4 separate regions of the Zea mays genome follow, and regions 1, 3 and 4 are each linked to region 2. A link is a contact called in public Hi-C data. All regions are on one chromosome and are shown on one strand. Each heading gives the region's core, a stretch centred on a gene start, on an enhancer-like site or on the middle of the called end of the contact. The rest is flanking DNA. Distances are from core to core; before and after follow the strand shown.

Region 1 (2,895 bases), core at 300-2,799, 450 kb after region 2:
CTGCAATCTGGCAAAATACAGAAATGTGTAAATTATTCTTGTATGTTCACATTCAACCATATTGTTTTTGTTCGCAATCAAGCTTAGAGCATCCCCAACAACGTGTTCTATAAAAATGCCCTATAATTTAAAAATGGGTATATTTTATATGATTTAGGGCACCAATAAAGTATTCTGCTCCAACAGTAAAGTCCTAATTCTAGATTATAGGGTAGCTCACTAGGGTGTAGTATATTTAAGGCACTTGAGAGGGTGCCCTATATGTTTTTGACAAAATTTTACAAAATGAGGCACTGTTGGAGTAGTTTTTCTGTGTAGATCTTTATATTTCAATTTAAGACACCAATTTGAGGTATTGTTGGAGATGCTCTTACAGATTACTATGAATAGTTCTTTTTCATTATCTCACACACCAAACAGAATATGACATGTGCATTTTTGTATAAAAAGGTAAAATAATTATTATTCCTCTCTTTCGCAACAAACAAATGGCTATTGATGACAGAATCTTCTAGGAAAAATCATGTTAAAAACTTCAAGCAGCAGTAGAAGCTCGAAAAAACAACTGGACCTGAAGCAATGATTATTTCAGAAAAGATTGTCAAATAAGAAAGGCTTCAAAGATTCATCATCCAATGAATTAGCAGCACGAGCAGTGATAGTGAATCAACTTATTAGGTGACACATAGTAGAAGCATATGTAGTGTGACTGCAAGTTACTCATGGTATCTTTAGTGTACAAGCTTGAAAATTAAAACTAAAGCAACTTATATAACACCATAGCAGCCAACCAGCAATTACCAAAGTTTGCATGCCATGCTCAAGTATTGTGATTGAAAAACAATATTCGCTGGATTACCTGCTGAGCGAGCTCCCTCGTTGGTGATAGCACGAGGCACCGTGGCACAGCCTTCTTCCCTGCTTTCCCCCCTACCTTCTTCCTGATGTGCATCAGCGCCGGCACGCCAAAGGCGATTGTCTTTCCTGGCAATACCCAGATGACGTAATAACAAGTTCAACACAAATTTGAACACGGGTAGACAAAGGAATGACCAAACGGAAAGCAGAAACCAAATAATTTTACTGTACCGGATCCGGTGGCGGCGATGCCGATGAAGTCCCGGCCGTCGAGGAGGAACGGCCAGGCGTGTGCCTGGATAGGTGACGGCCGCGCGAACGCGCTGCAGCATTCGAGCACCTGAGACGGCAGCTCGGCAGCGGAGAACGACCGTAGCGGCGCGTACTTAGGGTCCTCCGAACCCTTCCCGGTCACCGCCACGGTCTTCTCAGCGCCGTTCTCCGCCTCCACTGCTCCTGCGCCGGGTTCATTCTCCACCCGCTTCTTCTTGCTGCTCTTCACGGTCTCCACTGTCGCCGTCACCGCCGCCTCCTCCTCGGCCTCGGCTGCCAGCTTCCGCTTCTTGTCCTTCTTTCTCTTCTTGTCCATCTTGCTGCTCCTGGGTGCTTCCACTTGCTCGGCTGGAAGATTGCGGCCCATGTCGCCGGGGAAAATGGTGGCGGTGGGGAGGGCCGGAGAATGGGGGGCGAGCGAGGACGGCGGGAACCGGGAGGTGGGAGTTAGTTTCTAGGGTTTTAGAGGAGAACCGAAGCGGCGGCTCGGTGAACCTCAGCCGTCTATTTCTCTATCATGTGGCTTATCTACTATGTAAAGCATCAGATTTTATAGTTCCATGGTAAAAAAGTGACGTCTCTTTGACCATGATAAGCCACCGTCCGACGATGGACGACGATGGACGTTCGGTTAGCTAAGAATCTATACAAAGCATGTCTTAGCAAATTAGACAAGCATTTTGGGTAGAAATTGTTACCGGTATGGTATCAAACGATGTCGCAGGGTTTCCGAAGGATGTACGTTTCGGAGGATCTAGATTTCGCTTGCTATAAAAAAATTCGAGCGCAACTTAACTTGTTTGACATGATTCTAGTCAATCTCTACTATTCTATAAGTCTTCATTGTAGGCGTCCACATGTGCACCATGTTTTGCTCCCGACATCCTCCCCCTTCGCCCCCTCTGGGTCACGCAATCCCAGGTTCCCGATCGCGCAATCCCAGGAAAACTTCCATCATCCGCCCCCCCATCATCGCCCCATGTGCCGTGTTCATGCCCCCGACATCCTCCCAACCGTGGCCTTCAATCGGTGACCGCCCCCCGACATCCTCCCCACATCCTTCCATCGGCGCAATCCTTCCATCCACGCTTCCAATGATGGCGAGCCACAACTGTCGCGCCCCTATCCCCCTTCCATCCACTGGCGTCGCCCACCCCGACGCGTCATTGCTATGGGCAGCACAAGCCTCCACCACTGGGACAGCACCGGCCTCCGCCTACACTGCCACACGTCCATGGGCCTCCACCACCAGGATATCATGTGCCCTCGCCGCCACCACCACATGGCCACGGGCCTCCGCCACTAGGACAACATGTGTTGTCGTGGCCATCACACGGCCACGGACCTCCGCCACCAAGTCAGCACATGCAGTTTGTGCTGCCACGAGCCTCCACCCCCGCACTAGCAGGCACCGTCGTCGCCTGAACCTGTAGCGGGGCCTAGGGAACTGGCAAGTCTCCATTGTAGGCGTCCACATGTGTACCATGTTCTGCCCCCGACATCCTCCCCCTTCGCCCCTCTGGGTCGCGCAATCCCAGGATCCCGATCGCGCCATCCTAGGAAAACCTCCATCATCGCCACGTGCGCCGTGCTCATGCCCCCGACATCCTCCCAACTGCGGCCTTCCATCGGTGATCGCCCCCGACATCCTACCCCACGTCCTTCCATGGACGCAGTCCTTCCATGGACACAATCCTTCCATCCACGCTCCCAATGATGGTGAGCCACAACTGTCGTGCCCCTATCCCCCTTCCATCCACTGGC
Region 2 (2,799 bases), core at 91-2,590:
AATGTTCTCGTGATGAATGATCTTTGAGAGAAGACTTTGTGGTGTCAAGCTCTCAAAGTCATCCCTCCCATAAATCATGGCGGTTAGAATGTTATTCTTTGCTTAATAAGATCTCAACATCTTCCTAGTGACCTTGTCATCTCCTCATTCTTGAGATCCAAGGTCTCTTATCTTGTTGTCAAGTAATAAGATCTCAACAAATCTCTTAATCTCTCCATACAATAGCTCAATCTTGTTGGTTCTAAATTTCTAGTCTCCTTTATAAGAAACTTTGAGTATATCCAAAATCTTCTTTGTAATCTCAATACCATTGACTTTGTCGAACTCATCTAGATTCAAGCAGCAAAGAATAAAAATACATAGATTTGATAGAGATCTGATGCTTTTTCTAGAGTCTTGTCTCTTTCTATAACTAGAAGGGTAATACATAGATCCACAATCTCTTAGAGATGAGGGTGAAGAGACATAAGGTGCATCTTCATTTGATATGTCCAATCGATATAGTGAATCCCATCAAAATAGGGTGGTTTACAGACATTGATTGAATTGAAGTGCACATTTGAAATTTTAGGAATCTTCTTGTAATCATATGAGTATGTGTGAGGCCGTGTTTTGGCAAGTCAGTGTCACGATGGCCATCATCGTCGTTGTTGTTGCTAGAGGAGCCTCCAAATGAAGTTTCTTAACTTGCACCCATGAGATCACTCATATTCTTTTAGATCTCCTTGTCTTGTTCCTCTCATATTATTGAACTCCTCTTACATATTATTGAATCTTTATTTGATCATCTTTTGTTCTAAGGCTTCGACCACTTGCTTGACCTCCTCCGTGACCTCAACATTGTCTCCACTCTTGGCACTATTATTTTCTCATGCAATTAAGCATTAATCACAAGGATTGGACACTAGTACCACTTGAAGGGATCAAAGTGCCTAGATGGGTGGTGTGAATAGGCATTTCCTAATTTTTTTTTAAAACGTAGTGGATTAAACATGGATAAATTCTTACCTCAAAAGGAATCTATGGACTTGTCCAAAAAATTGCCGACGATAAAAAAAACTCTGTATGTAGCATATTAATTCCAACATATTATCTATCTAGTTTAGCTAGTCAGCTGGTTAGCTAAATTTAATTGATGATGGAGCTAATTTGGAGAATTGGATAGTTTTGGGTCATATAGCTAGCCTGTTGGATAGTTATTTTGTTGTTGATTAACTAAAATTTAGTTTAACGAGACATTTAACTAGTCTCTTAAAGATGCTATTAGGATGCAAATAACGAGAAGAGATTGTAAAAAAGAAAAGGATACAGAGCGACGCGGATAACGTGACACCCCCTCCCCACTTTGCCCGTTTGGCAACGATGTTTTTGGTTTTGGAGGGAAGTTGCGCGCCACCTAATTTCAGGAGCCCCCGACACCAAAACCCCCCTGCTAGGCTGCTCGCCTGCTCCCAATTCCCACCTCCATTGCTTCAAACGCGGCGAGATCGGAGGCCAAAGCCGCGGCCAAACAAGGCTGTCTGGGGTCTCAAACCGAAGGCCCAAGCGGCGCGCCTCGACACCCCGGCTCCCCTCCGCCCAATCGCCTCCCGGCCCCCGCGCAGCGTGGCGCGTTAGGTCTCCGCCGCCTACCGTACGGTGCACTTCTTGGCCCCTCCCGTCTGCGTGGCCCTCCACCTCTTCTCCGCGAAACCGATGTCCTTTTCTGGGTTTCCTGCGCACCGCGCACGCCTGCTCGCCCGACGGGATGTCGTGGCGTGGCGTGGCTAGAATCTTGAAACCGCTAGTGTCATAGTGTGTCTCTATGTGCGCGCCGCCGCGCGGGTGCGTGTGTGCAGTGTGTTTCCATTCTGTCGTGCGTTCATTCCGCTTGGCTGAGACGGGAGAACAGGGATGAATTTTTCTTCTTCTCTTCGTGCGGGGCCTCACCAGCACCACAGAAGGGGCGGAAAGGGGTGGACGTTTCTCGTATATCCAATTGTAGGATTGAACTTGAAGGCGATGAGCGCTGGCCGAAATTTGTGGGTTTGACCGTTTGAGTGATTCACACATTGCCTGTTTCCAGCGTAACATGCGTTTGGTCGCTTGCTACTTAGAGTGCTGTGCTGTTTTGCCTACGTGCAACGCCGCATTACAAGATCAAGTTTATTACGAAATGTCTAAAATCTAAATGGAGTGTCATTTGGAAAGCAAGAATAAACGTGATATTTACTTCCCATCTTTGTTTAGTTTATGTAATTTTTCATCAAGAAAATACATGTTTTAGCTCTCTGTTGTATTTGCCATGCCAGCACATCAATGAAAAAAAATGAATGTCTCATTATGTTTTCATTATATTGTTGTTGTGCATACATTAGAGCATTTCTTATGATTGTGCTTTCATTTTATGGCCAGTCTGTATGCAACAAGAAGCTGCCAGCATCCACTCCACCACCTGCCCTCTATCACCGTCATTGTCTACTGCACGGTATGCTTCTCCATTTCTCATCCTTGTAGCTATTGCTCTTCTCTCTGCAGATTTTTGTAGTTCTGGATTTTTGACACACCTGCTAAATTAAAATGCCACCAGGAAATCTGGAATTCATGTGTTTTTTGTTGATCATACTGGATTTGATGAGAGAAGTGGCGACCTATATGATTTGATGTCTTCTGTCGGGGAAACTATGCAGCCATTAGTGGATCTAGGCTCGTGTAGATCTGTTCTGAAATCTGGCTGGATTTCAAAATTCAAAGTGCTTTAAGGTTGTCATACACTGGGCACAGTTAAGGCAATTATGCTGGATTCTTAGGAGTTGGATA
Region 3 (2,949 bases), core at 429-2,928, 470 kb before region 2:
GTAACATATGTCCATATATATATTTCTAAAAAATGTTTGAACCATAAAATTCATAATATGCCATCGTTTTTCTATTTCACTTCCACTTGTTACGTGAGTTACATGTGAAATCAATCTAAGACTATCTCCAACAATGAGCTCTAAAGGGTCATGTACTCTAAATTTAGAGGACGAGGACGTCATCTACTCCCTCCAGCAACGTCCTCTAAACGGCCCTCTAAATTTAGAGAACGCTGCTGAATCATTTACATGTAGAGTTTCTCTAAACGGTTCTCTATCTATTTGAATACTTTAAACAACCAGTTTAATAAAACTAAAATATGTACAATACATTTGAGAGTATGATAAATACGTATGTACAAAAATTAAAAAATAAAAAATATCTTTAATATAGGTATTTACATATAGAGGACGTGATTTAGAGGACGTTGTTGGAGAGAAAGTAGATATAGGAGATGAAATCTTTTAGAGAAGACTGTAAATGACGGATATAGATGATGTATATAGAGGACGTTGCTGGAGACAGTCTAAGTATCTAAGTTTCTACATATTCAATACTCCACTTTATCATTTTCATATGGGGACTTGAGGTTATCTTATTATATAATGTTTATTAGTCTTGGTAACTTATTTGTATTTTTTGACGAAGTTAGAATAATTTATGAATTTAATAAATTTAATGATTTTTTTGCGAAACGAAATTGAAATACACAAATAGATTCTGAAATTTATGAAATTTTACGGAGTCACAACATATGTCCACATACAATCCTAAAAAATGTTTGGAACATAAATTCACAAGATGCCAACATTGTTTCCATTTACCTTCCATTTGTTGTGTGAGTTACACGTCAGATGACTCTAAGTATCCATGTTTTAACATAATTAATACTTCACTTTATCATTTTTACGTAGGGACTTAAAGTTACCTTCTTATAGAATATTTATTAGTCTTGGTAAGTTATTTGCAATTTTCTATCGAAACCAGAATATTTTATGAATTTAATTGTATTTTGATGATTTTATGTAGAAAGAAATTAATAATACACTAATAGCCTTACCATTTCATGAAATTTTATAAAGGCACAACATATATCCATATATAATTCTAAAAAATGTTTGGACTCAAGTAGTGGCTAAACGATTACAACAACAATGCTGTGTGAAATGATGTCTTACACAGTATCCGAAAAAAAATCTGTTACCAACGTTATCCATATCCGACTAGTTCCGTATTCGACACACGATTATCCGTATTTGCATCCGAAAATATTCATATATTTGTATATGCATTCGTATTCGAAGTTATTCATATTTAAATTTAAATCCGAATAAAAATATGAATAATATGTTTTCGATGATGATAACATCCCTCCGATCAATACGAGAGACAAACACGTAAATCACGTGGCACGTCAATCAGCCCGGAATCATGGAATCGAATAAAGATAAAATAAATAAAAAGCAGTGCGCAAGTGGGAGGAAGGCGGGGCCGCATCGGCCCATCCCCATACGGCCACACCTGTTCTCGCAGAATATAAAGCATCCGGCACTCGGCCGCAGAGCGGAGGCCCTACCGGACAGTGAGGCGCCGCTTGCCCTCCACATACGGCCGCGGCGAGGAACCCAAAAGGCCAAAACCCTCCCAAAAGCTACTACACAGTACACACACGGAACGGAATCCGGGCATCCGGGAAAGCAGCCCTAATCTCAAGGCCGCGGCTGCGAGCGCTGCTTCCCACCTCCCAACTCCAGAAGTCCTCCCTAGACGCCGCCAGCCGCGCGCACACCCACCGAGAGCTCCTCGGGCTTTCTTTCTCCGTTCCTCCCTCGCGCGCTCAGGGTTTCACGATGGAGGCCGAGGCGGCGGCCAAGAGGGCGCGGGAGGGCGGGGAGGACGCCACCGCGCCGGTGGCGGGGGCCGAGGCGGTGGTCGCCGGTGCTGGCGAGCAGGCGGGAATCTCCGCCGTCATCCCAGGATGGTTCTCCGAGATCAGCCCCATGTGGCCCGGTGCGTCCCCTGTTTTCCGTCCTCTGCTGCGCTGCGCTGCGCATCGTCATGCTCCCCCTGTTCTGTTGAGCGCACTTTTTACTTCGGATATTCTTCTTTAGTCACTGCGGGGTCAGGGTCACGCCAACCACGTGTGTTTGCCCTTGCTCATGGGTCGGTTTCGGTGTCGAAATGGTAGGTGAGGCGCACTCCTTGAAGGTGGAGAAGGTTCTGTTCCAGGGCAAGTCAGACTACCAAAATGTGATGGTTTTTCAGGTAAATTGTTATTGCCTTTTGCTTGCACCCAAGCCACTTCGCAATTCTTCGGTGGGACATGATCCTGTTGCCTTTCTGTTTTGCGTTATAGTCCTCCACGTACGGGAAGGTGCTTGTCCTCGACGGAGTTATTCAGGTGACAGAGAGGGATGAGTGCGCGTACCAAGAGATGATTACTCACCTGCCCCTTTGCTCCATCAAAGACCCCAAGAAGGTATATGAGATGACCCTTTTTGGCTATTTGTACCAGTGTTATTAAAACTACGTTTAAACAACGTTTAAACTACGTTTAAACGTCAAAACTCTAATTAGAGGTTGAAACCGCGTTTTGGCATTTTGGCGTTCTGAACTGTAGAACACAGTGTTTCATGCGTTTTAGACCATTAGATATTTTTGGGCCTAGTCTGTTAGTTACTTTTGGGTCCAATCCGGTTCATGTGTGAAGTTTTGGTAAGCCACTAACCTCTCTGTTTTGGTATTTAACTTCATGTTATTGTCTGAAATTATGATATATTGGTATTTTTCATATGTTGTTTAAAACTACGTTTAAACAAAAGTTTAAACGTTTAAAAGTCAAAACTGAACCCATGAGTGTTTCGACGTTTTATTGTTTTAATAACCTTGATTTGTACCTTGCCTAAGCATCTTTATTGGACTCATACAGTTATTTAGCAGAATGTACC
Region 4 (2,700 bases), core at 92-2,591, 300 kb after region 2:
ACATTTAGCACACAAGAAGTCAATTAAGATGTGTTAGGCATCTAATCACCAAAATACTTATAGAAATTGCCCAATGGCATATTTCCCTTTCAGAGCCGCGGGTGAGGCCCACATGTAAAAGAGGGAGAGGAGGGAAGTGGGGGAGGCGACGGCCGGTTGGGCCACTAATGGGTCGGTTCTGGCCTAGCCAATTAGGGTTTCGTTTTTCTTTCTTTTTCTTTCTTTTTTATATATAGATCCATTAAAAATATGAATAAATATATTTTTAAATATTTTCAAAAATCATAATAATTATATAAAAAATTATAATTAAAATATTTATTTTAGACCAAAGTTCCTATATTAATAAATCGGGTTTCAAAGAGAAGGGATTAAAAAAGCATCAATCAAATGTTAGCAAACAAAAAATCATTCTCCTGAAAATAAATTAAATCAAGCACTTGGTTCAAATTTTAATTTACTCTCTTCTAAGTTTTAAATGGCTGTTAATGTATTATTTTACTTGATGGATTTTAGGTGTTACAGAGGCCGTGTGGCTAGTGGCGGGATGGCGCAGTGGAGGGAGCTACGTCCGATGTGTTACCCTTAAAGCTCCCCTAACTGTATGGGAGAGCGGTAGGGATTTCCTCTCCAACAGTTTTTTCTATAGCTCCTATTATACAAGGAGACATAAATCTTCTTTCTGTATATATAGGGGACGCACTATGTTCCGCTACATATTAATTAACATGTTTTAAATACTAATTAAGTCATGCGACATGGTAATAATATGTATTATAGTACTATAAATATTATATGATTTTAAAAAAAATCAAAAATGATAAATATGTGTTAATTAGCTGAGTTATATTATACATAGGGAGATGTATAATATGTAGGGGGAAATCTTTTAGAGAGATTGGAAAATATAATAGAGTGTTTGGTTTGAGAAATCAAACCATCTAAATTGAGGTGGTGCATCATGAGTTCATTCCTCAAATTTGGTGGAATGACCTTATTCCTCATATTAATACTAACTAACTAACTATAAGGAATGAGGTGGTGATGGATCAACTCATTCTATTCCACAAATCAAACAAAAATAGTGAGGAGTGAGAAGATGATAGACTAGCTCATTTCTCAAACCAAACACCCTATAAAAGAATGGAGAGAGTAGTAATACCGTTTTATACAAGCGTAAGCGTAGCTGTTGATGGATCGAGCTGCGTAGCGTAAGGGGAGTACACAGAAAATACGGGAAGTCTTTCCGTTACCAGGTGTCCCGACCTGGACCACGCACCTCCGATTCGCCTTATCGCTTCGCCATCGCTGTCCGCATTCGCGCGCCATCGCAGTTGGGAGTCTTCGGACGCTGCCTCCGCGCCACACAGAAAGGAAAAAGTATCTCTCTCTCCCGCGCGCGCGGGTGAGCCGGGGACCCTCCTACGTCTCGCCACCCTGCTGGTATAGCCCGCCGGTCGTCCACGCCATGGCCACCCAATATGCGCGGCTCTCCCTGCCATGCCGCCTGCCCTCGCCGCTCCCTCCGCCGGTGCCGACGACGACCCGCCGGCTGCCGCGCGCCGCGGCGGCGGCGGCGTCCACCTCCCCGCGGTGCCCACGCGTCGGGGGCGCGGCGGCCACGCGCGCCCGCGGCCCGTGCCGGCCTCGCGCCTCCGAGGGCGAAGTGCAGCAGCAGGAGGCGGAAGCGGACCAGGTGGTGGACAGCAACATGCTGCCCTACTGCAGCATCAACCGCAAGGAGAAGAAGAGCATCGGGGAGATGGAGCAGGAGTTCCTCCAGGCGATGCAGGCACGCACGCACGCACGCGTCGTTGAATGATAGAGTCCCGCCGCATGCGTTTCGCTCGCTGGCGTTTTCATGCGTGGTGTTTGTGTTGTGTGTAGGCCTTCTACTACGAAGGCAAGGCGATCATGTCGAACGAGGAGTTCGACAACCTCAAGGAGGAGCTCATGTGGGAAGGGAGCAGCGTCGTGATGCTAAGTGAGTGCGTTTTTCACTAATTAAGCCCCCCTCCTGCGACTTTTTATTATTACTGTGTCGATGACGTATACTAGAAACGTATTTCCTTAGACGACGACAAGGTACACGAGCGTGCATGCGTTATTGGTGGGATAGCAGTGAGATGGTCCCCGAGGCATTCAGTGTTTGTCTTGAGCGCGCGCGCAGACATAATTTTTTTAATTTGCTCGTGCCAATCCCTAATCGATGTTCATTTGTTTTTTGCCTGCTTGGTTATTAGGCCCAGATGAGCAGAAGCTTTTGGAAGCCGCCATGGCGTATGTCTCGGGCAACCCCATCATGACGGATGATGAATTCGATCAACTAAAGCTGAGACTAAAGGTTTGTTCTCGTTACCCGCCTGTGAACCTTTTGCTAGTGCGATGATGGTGTGATATGCTATATAAGAAGGATGGAGCAACAAGACGACCAGAGAAAATAACCAATATAACCAACAATATAATGATCGGAGTATACTTTAGAGAATATAACGAGACATTCACACCAGCGGCAACACTCAAAAAACGAAAGCGAGAGTCTCGAGTTCTCGACTTCAATCGAGCTAAAGCAAAGAGCACAAACTTAAATCATCCAAGGCAACTAGTGACCGGATGATTTGGAAAATTTTCTCGGCACCTTAGAAAACCCACGTAAGAGACAGGATCATGCATGAAACGGACACCCGAAGCTCAAAAACA

Evidence for each region. A called contact is a pair of places that touch in the nucleus more often than the background predicts.
Region 1: a contact with region 2 is called in a Hi-C map of endosperm, with 2.1 times the contacts expected there. The contact joins the promoter of LOC100383160 here to the promoter of LOC103632245 in region 2. A contact is called at or near these places in 4 of 25 Hi-C or Micro-C datasets (bundle sheath, ear, endosperm and 1 more).
Region 3: a contact with region 2 is called in a Hi-C map of ear, with 1.7 times the contacts expected there. The contact joins the promoter of LOC100272866 here to the promoter of LOC103632245 in region 2. A contact is called at or near these places in 3 of 25 Hi-C or Micro-C datasets (ear, endosperm and tassel).
Region 4: a contact with region 2 is called in a Hi-C map of bundle sheath, with 2.4 times the contacts expected there. The contact joins the promoter of LOC103632242 here to the promoter of LOC103632245 in region 2. A contact is called at or near these places in 3 of 25 Hi-C or Micro-C datasets (bundle sheath, endosperm and leaf).

Annotation. Positions count from the first base shown.
Region 1 is chr7:34,052,287-34,055,181 of Zm-B73-REFERENCE-NAM-5.0, reverse strand. It overlaps LOC100383160 (putative DEAD-box ATP-dependent RNA helicase family protein), which reads right to left and starts at 1,549. Exons shown (of 12, transcript NM_001175825.1): 1 at 1,090-1,549; 2 at 860-984; 3 at 1-7. The coding sequence starts at 1,498.
Region 2 is chr7:34,502,358-34,505,156 of Zm-B73-REFERENCE-NAM-5.0, reverse strand. It overlaps LOC103632245, which reads left to right and starts at 1,340. Exons shown (of 5, transcript XM_035960874.1): 1 at 1,340-1,633; 2 at 2,395-2,467.
Region 3 is chr7:34,976,312-34,979,260 of Zm-B73-REFERENCE-NAM-5.0, reverse strand. It overlaps LOC100272866 (Spermidine synthase 2), which reads left to right and starts at 1,678. Exons shown (of 9, transcript NM_001147319.1): 1 at 1,678-2,011; 2 at 2,190-2,266; 3 at 2,358-2,480. The coding sequence starts at 1,852.
Region 4 is chr7:34,202,838-34,205,537 of Zm-B73-REFERENCE-NAM-5.0, reverse strand. It overlaps LOC103632242 (PGR5-like protein 1B, chloroplastic), which reads left to right and starts at 1,341. Exons shown (of 10, transcript XM_008654057.4): 1 at 1,341-1,792; 2 at 1,888-1,984; 3 at 2,244-2,344. The coding sequence starts at 1,469.